2 separate regions of the Callithrix jacchus genome follow, and region 2 is linked to region 1. Evidence: chromatin contacts called from public Hi-C data. All regions are on one chromosome and are shown on one strand. The core of a region is the stretch at or near the end of the contact, and the rest is flanking DNA. Distances in the headings are between cores, read along the strand shown. Region 1 has its middle 32 kb from the start of MPRIP. Region 2 overlaps MPRIP (myosin phosphatase Rho interacting protein).

What was found. Hi-C and Micro-C count contacts between places; a contact is called where the count stands out from the background.
Region 2: a contact with region 1 is called in a Hi-C map of induced pluripotent stem cells, with 2.1 times the contacts expected there. The contact joins two enhancer-like sites. A contact is called at or near these places in 2 of 3 Hi-C or Micro-C datasets (induced pluripotent stem cells and skeletal muscle).

What each region holds. Positions count from the first base shown.
Region 1 is chr5:62,118,661-62,122,553 of calJac240_pri, reverse strand. No RefSeq gene overlaps it. Among named protein-coding and RNA genes, the nearest start is that of MPRIP, 32 kb to the left of the region's middle. Within about 2 kb of position 2,328, at least 6 of the 16 cell types and tissues checked have an H3K27ac peak or open chromatin away from gene starts, as enhancers often do.
Region 2 is chr5:62,262,327-62,265,933 of calJac240_pri, reverse strand. It overlaps MPRIP (myosin phosphatase Rho interacting protein), which reads right to left. Exons shown (of 23, transcript XM_078372232.1): 9 at 2,161-2,217; 10 at 898-966. Among named protein-coding and RNA genes, the nearest start is that of PLD6, 72 kb to the left of the region's middle. Within about 2 kb of position 1,718, at least 2 of the 16 cell types and tissues checked have an H3K27ac peak or open chromatin away from gene starts, as enhancers often do.

The DNA of each region.
Region 1 (3,893 bases), core at 1,079-3,578:
CTGAAAAATGAGAGAGAAAATAAATGTAATAAGATGATAACAATAGGTGAATGTAGGTGAAAGGTTTGTGGCAGGGTGTTTTTTATTCTTGCAAATTTTGTGTAGGCTTGAAATTATCTCAGAACAGCAAATATAAAAATGATCCCTGCAGACACCCAAGTGATTTTAGCTGTTCACGGGGCTCAGGCAGGAAGCAGGTCTCTCGCCCACCCTCTGATTCTGGTCACTTAGTCCAGTCCCTGAAAGCAGTGGATGGATGACCATGCTACCCTCTTTCCCCAAATATGCCTAGTGTTGTATCCTGCCCTTTGTGTAGCATTAGATCATGGGCATTTTCCTGTGCTATAAATATCCCTCAAACATGTGGTTTCTTGTGGCTCCCTAGTGTTCTCCCCATGATTTCCTCGGCTGCCCCGCCCTGGTGGAATTCGGTGATTTGTCCGCCTTTTCACCATTGTAAGTGACGCTTTGATGAACAGCTTTGTATGTTCATCTGTGCTGCACCTCTGACCAGTCTCTTCTGGAAGAGTCTAAGGAAGGAGACAGGGGAGGGGCATGGACCACTGGCTTTTGAAGGCATTTGATGGGTCCTGCCACGCTGCCTGCCAGCAATCTAGAAAGGTGGTCCCAGTGTACAACTCACCAGTGTGGACCCCGCTCCACAGTACCACAGCAAGGCCAGCGTCCCTATACAGCAAAATTAAACCATTTGCCAATTCAATGGGATTAAAGATCCATCCCAGATGGATCTTTCTGTTCTCTTTGATGACTGATGTGTCTGTTTTTGTTTCCTTCTGTGACTAAAACTGTGCATTTTCCCAGGACTGTCACAGTGGTTTTCTTCCCAATGTGTGGTGGTTGTGAGGATTCAAATGAGTCGATGCCTACAAAGTGCTGGCCCAGTGCAAGAAAAGCACCCAGTGCTTGCCGGCTGTGTGCTGTGCCGCTGCCCAGGTCACAGGCTGGGTCTGCTGCTGGCAGTGCCGCTGTAGCCAAGCTGCTCACCTCGCCGAGCCTCACTTTTCTTCTCTGTGAAAGGGGAGTAACTTCCTTACAGGGCCGTGGAGGAGTGAAGGCAGGTAAGGCACCTAGGAGGGTGCCCTCCCATGCCCAGCACTTGGCAAATGCTGCTGGGGATTTGCACAGGAAGGAAGTGACCCTTTGTCCTATTTATTGCCCATAGTTTCCTTCTGGAATCCGAAAGTGGCGTGTGGTGTGGCTGGCAGAGCAGACTGCCCAAGGGAGCCAGGAGGAGGAGAGGAGGAGACAGGTGGGGGAGGCCTCCTCCATGGCTGCTGGAATGCTGACCTGGAAAAGACCTCCAGAGGGGGCATGTCCAACACTCAGCTGGCCTTGCTTCTGCCACTAGGCCTGGCACACATCGGGTGCTCCCTGAGCCACGTTGAGGAAGGAATATCTAACACTTGAAAACATTCTAGAGCCATAAAGATAAGACTGGTTGGCCCCAGACCAAACCTCAAATTGGTCCCAAGGAAGATTTCACAACTTCCTTTGAGAAATACCTCCCAGTGTCACCTGGCGTGAGTCAGGAAGTCCTTCTTGAGAGCTAACCTAAATCCTTCCTGCTCACCCTCCTCATGCTCAGGAGAGGAGGCAGAGAGACTGTGCCCCCAAGGAGGTGGGGACAGGTGGGCCTTGCACCTCATAGCCCGTGTGAGATCCCGAGAAGGTGAGGCTGGGCACTGACTCAGCTTCGACACACGGCATTTCCATTCCCTTCCCGTGACTCAACAGGGGAGGAGCCCTGGGGCCACTCACCTCTGTCTTCTCAACCTGCAACTCCCCCACCCATTCCTGGATTCCTGGGATGCAGGAATCCCTCTGGTCTGTGTTAAGGAACCCAGAGCAACTTGAGACAGTAGTGGATGTACAAGCTGGCATGAGTCACCCCTCAAAATCAGGACCAGTGAGGGCTCGAAGAGGCCACACCGTCCCTGGCAGCCTGGCCTCTTCTCACTTCTCTGGGAAAGTGGCCTTGAGCTTGCATGGCATCTGGGCCAGCTTCTGCCTCTGACCTGCACTGTCCTCTGTGTCACCCGCCTCCAGGGTGATCCTTCTCCTGGCATTTAGACAGCTCCACCCATGGCTTCACACAAACCTCTGCCATCCTGGTTCAAACATTGACCAGCTGTGTGACTTTTGAGAAGCCCTTCCCGTGTTTGAAAACCAAGCTGGGAGGATGTTGCGTCACTGCCATCATGGTTATCACTGAACCATCACAGGAAAAAGCACTTCTTATGCTGTGGCTACGTGCAGAATGGGCTTCCCATGCCTGAGTCCCCCAGCCCCCCAGAGACACTGCCATCAGCCTCGAGCATAGTTCTCGGTACCCAGCCCGGGTAAAGCCGCGTGCCTCAGGCCTTCAGAACCACAGTGCCCAGAGCTCTGGCTGGGCTTTGTCCCAGCAGATAAGACTGGCCAAGCCCTGGCTGAGCTGGAAGAACAGCTCCCTCAGCTGGCAGGGACCTGCCCTGTTGCGATTTGGGCTCTGAGTAAATGCTGATGGGGCAGCCTGCACGCCAGGCCAGGATGGACAGAGGCAAACTCTGTACCACTGAGAGCTTAGAAGCTAGGGTTGGATTATCTGGATCAGTGGCTCGGCCATCACAGATCAAGCGCGGTGACTTTCAGTGGTCAGTGGTTGTTCTCCACACTCTGCAGGCATTTCAACCAATTCTGAGCACAAAATCTAGCCTCTCTTTATACAGAAAAGCCTGCCCAGTCAGTGACCCTGCTGGACAGATCCAAGGCTGGCCCTGGTTCCCTACTGCAGCCACCATCCTGATGTTCATCAGAGCAGGCTGGGGCCTGGCCTTCCTTGCATGAGTGGGTATTCTGAGAGGCCCCCAGTTTGTCCCATCTGCACCTCTGAGAGGTCTCCAGGTGGCCAGAGGAGCGAAGCTGCCCTCCAGGTGCCTGTCCGTGCCTGGGAGAACAGAGTAGAAGCATCGTGCAGTGACTCTAGGCGCTGAACAACTCCCCTGGACCCTTGGGCCTGCATCTGACTCGGCTGCAAAATCAGAAGCCGAGTCCAGGCAACAGCTCAGCCACTCCCGGTCGCTCCTCCCCGGACACCTGGTTACCAAAGTCAGCAAAGAATGCAGTAATCACCACCTGGTTACCGCGGTGTGAACACAACAGTCACCAACACCTCCTTGACCCGTCAGTCTTCAGGACCAGGGGTGGACAGGCAGGTTCTCTGTGTTTATGAGAACCACACAGACTAAGCACAAGCATGGAACCAGAATTCCAGGTGAAGAAACCTCACTCACAGAAGCCCAGCCTGCTTCTGTGACTCCACCAGGTAATATAGTGCACCTGGGCGGGTGCCAGGAGCCAAGCAAGGGACTCCTCATGAGTGGGAATCCCTATGTTCCTGTTACTACTGTAAAACAGAAGGTAAACAGTCTTATGAATGTATTTCCTTAGGAAAACTGTTCTAAAAACTTTTATTAGGAAAGATATCTATTTATTTAATATTGAACTTTGGCCAACTTTGTGATAGAATATAAAGTAAAGAAATTTAGGAAATCCCCACTTTGGGAGGCTGAGGCAGGTGGATCACGAGCTCAAGAGATCGAGACCATCCTGGTCAACATGGTGAAACCCCATCTCTACTAAAAATACAAAAAATTAGCTGGGCATGGTGGCACGTGCCTGTAATCCCAGCTACTCAGGAGGCTGAGGGAGGAGAATTGCCTGAACCCAGGAGGCGGAGGTTGCAGTGAGCCAAGATCATGCCATTGCACTCCAGCCTAGGTAACAAGAGCGAAACTCTGTCTCAAAGAAAAAAGAAAAGAAATTTAGGAAATCCCTATTTCTCACTTCTACATTTTTTCAAAAATAATTTTGTTACAGAGTTCAATGTACTG
Region 2 (3,607 bases), core at 469-2,968, 140 kb before region 1:
GGCCTCTGGGACCCCCAGAGGTCTACAGATCACAATTGGAAGTGCTGTTCTGTGCATGCACAACCAAACACTTACACAGGCTCCTTACTTCCCTAACGATGAACACCACCAGAGGCCCGCTGCCCACACTTTCCTACCCCTACTTTTTATCACTACCGCCTTTAGTCTGTAAAAGACTGGCTCAGAGTATTTGATACTCTAGCTCTTAGCGATGGGTATTTAGGCTCTTTCCAATCTTCTGGCTATTGCAAATGTGTGGGAATGACTAACCTGAGTATGTGGAAGTATATCTGAGGGATTCCTGGAGTAGAACTACTGGGGAAATGGCGGAAGAGGCTTGCCAAACTGTTTAGAAGAGGTTATTTTATTTGTAGGTGAAAAAAGAAAGCCCCTTCTAGTTGTTCTTTGACCACAGAATCAGGATTGCCAAGTGGCCCAACAAAGCTCATCTATCATATCTTGTCCTTGTCCAGAAGGCAGGGGACAAGATTTAGCTAAATTCTTCCAACTCCATTTACCATGAAATCTCTTTGTGGAAAAAACAAAACTGTTTATCCTGAGTTTTCAAATTTCAGTGCTTTTCAAAGAACAGAGAAAATAAAAGCTGCCCAAATCCACTGCATGTAGGCACCTAATTCAGGGCCTTGATGAAGTCTGGCATCATAGCCAGGAAAATAGTCACAAGGACAAAGGCTGATCTTGTGCTCACCTTCCCACCAGGCTGGGACTGGGAAACCTGAGGGCAATATGGACACACCTTTGGCAAGGGAACACCACTGAAGGGCATTGTCCTCAGGAGTGGAGACATCAGCCTAGGGGAAGCAGATCTCCCAGCCCCAGATGCTACCTGGACCCTTCCAGCTGTCTCCACAGCAGAAGCAAAGCCCAGACACTCACCTCCTCAGCCACTGAATCCCTGTAGTATCTCAGACTTTGATCAGCCAGGACAAACCAGTGTTTCTTCCACTGAAGGGGAAGAAAAGAAGTAAGACTCGACTACCAACTCCCATACAGCATGCCTGCCACTCCACGGCAATGCACAGCCAGCCTGTGCGGCCTTCCCAGCACAGGGAAAGCAGGGGACAGGCTGACCCACTCCCTTGACAGCACACAGGGGACTGTACTGGGACCCGCAGGCAGCCATGCACTCACGTCCTCAGGACGCTCGCTAAGCTGCAACCCTCCAGTGAAGACGCAGCACAGACAGCTGAGCAGGGCTTGGCTGTGGACTCTATGACCAGTGGTGTGGCTGGTGGCCAGGCCGTGCAGTCCTCAATAACTAGAGGCTGCAAACAGGCTGGGCCCATCGGAACAGAAAGGTGGCTGTGAAACAGCATCTCCACCTGCAGGTGGCAGCCTGCACGGGTAACTAACCAGCTAGAGACCAAGTCTTCACTGTGAGCAGTAAGGAGGGGACCTTGAATCTTCAGGCCAGGCCAAGGGCATTTGATATGGAGGAGAGAGAAAGAGGATGTCTTGCCATAGCAGCTCAGGAAGCAGGAAGGGAGTGCGGATGGGCTGGGTTTCGGGGCCTCTTAGGTAAGGACCCAGCAGGCTCCTCTTCATGCCTCCTTGGGAGCCCTGGCCTTCCAGCCCACAGCACAGGGTCAAGGTGGGCTGGCAGGTCCAGCCTCAGATGGTTCTTCCTGCTTGAGTCTCATGGCAAGAATGTACCATGTTTGCTCTTTCCAGGGCTAACACTGCCACTGCAGCTGAGGGGTCTCACGCATGAGAGTGCTAGAGTGCTAGGCTACCGTCTACTTGGCTAGCTTGCATGGAAACATAAGCCAACCCCACAGCCAGAGGCTTTCTTTGTCCCTGGGGAAGCCAGGCCCCTAAAGAACTTTTAGGAAAGATCACCAAGTGGGGGCTAGTGTTATAAGGCATCCCTAAGGCCTGAGGCCAAGACCCCTTGCCATGAGCAGACAGGCCGACTGAGCGCCCCTCCAGAGCACCCTCCACTGCAAAAATGGAGGCTGTGTGCCTGCACTTCTAGGAGCAGATGGGAATTTCAGCCACAGCCTTGGTCTGTAAGACAAGGGGCATGCATGGAGGAGCCAGGCATGGAGCCAGCGCTCGCCGACTGGCTGGGGACAAGGTCAGCTCACCCTCATCCTGCCCCAAGACTCCCCAGGGGCCACGGCAACCCTGCACACTCACCTGGCCATCCTCATACTGCTTAGTCAGCCAGCCTTTCTTGAAATTCAGCAGGTCGGGCTGAGTGAGAAAGGGAGAAAAAGAAACAGCTCAGAGGAGACTCCGATAGGGTCATAGGTGTTTGATGGGGCCGGTATTGCTGTCCAGATGAGGCGGGTACCAGGAAAGGGGTTTCTCCACCTGCCAGACAAGCCTGTGCAGCCCCCTCACCCTGGTGGGTGCTGCCCACAACCTGCCTTCTATAGGCATGCTCAACCTTCAAGAAGGAGATGGTGGGCCTGGCAGGCTGGCAGGAAAGAAGGTATGGTCTCACTGCCCTGTGAGCGGCGTGGGCTCCAGCCTGTACAGGGCTCACAGCACAGGGCCTATCTGGGGGGCAGAAAACAAGCCCAGAAGAAGAGTCACAGAGCACTTTATTTGAAGGGAAACATCTGCAGGGAAGACTGAAAGAATTGATTCAAAAGTTCTTGCAGAAGCCACAGGAAGCCTGGGAAACAGAGATGTGTGGTTTTAGGAAGCAGCAGCTGCAGCCCCGCTGAGACCCTCCGGCCATTTCTCCACCAGGAGCAGGCTTGACCTGTATTCCCCACAGGTCAAGGAGCAGGACAGCAGACAGCGGGGCAGCACCCAGGCACAGGGCTCTGTCCTTTCTCCACCTGTGTTGCCCAGACACACCTGGAACCTGAAGAGTATCCTGAGAGAGCAGTGCCACCTGCAGCCCACCTGGCTGGGCCCCACAGAGACACGGGTCACCCCACCTCTGGTCCCCGGTGCTCTCCACTTTTCTACAGCCATCTCCTCAGAAACCAGCTTTGATGTCTTTTTTTATTATTCCAAGGAGCGAGACTAAGTGAGAACAGGCAAGAAATTGTCAGGACAACTACCAGGACAGAGCATACTGGGAGCTTCTGCTCAGAATCCTGTCTCTGAGGAGTGAGGGAGGAACCACTCACAGGTGGCTGCTGCCTAGGTCTGGCCAAGGCTGACCCAGAGAGATAAGAAGTCCCTCTATAGAGCCCTGTTTCAATCCCAACATCCTGCCAAGCGGTGCAACTTCCCTGCTGCTAGTTATTTGAGGCACCCAATCAAAAGCAACACTGTGAAATTAGGACACCCTAACCCAAGAAACCCTTAAATAGGGAGGTCCTCTCCTACATGCTTGTAGTTGCCATTGTGGCACAGGACCTGAGGTGTGGGCCTACCACCTGCCCCCCTCTGACAGCCTGCCTAGCCTGTGGATCTTTAACAAAAACTTATTAACGTCCATATCGTGGTTATGTCATTGAAGCCATACCTGCAGTCCAACCCCCGATGGCAAGGCCTATGCAGGTGGGCTCCCTACTGGTGCTCTCTGCTGGCTGCTGGGGACAGGAGCTCCCAGCTAAGCTGACGGAGAACCGAGTGGTTTTGTTCAGGTCACCTGAAGCAAAACCCAGACAAGGAGAAACCC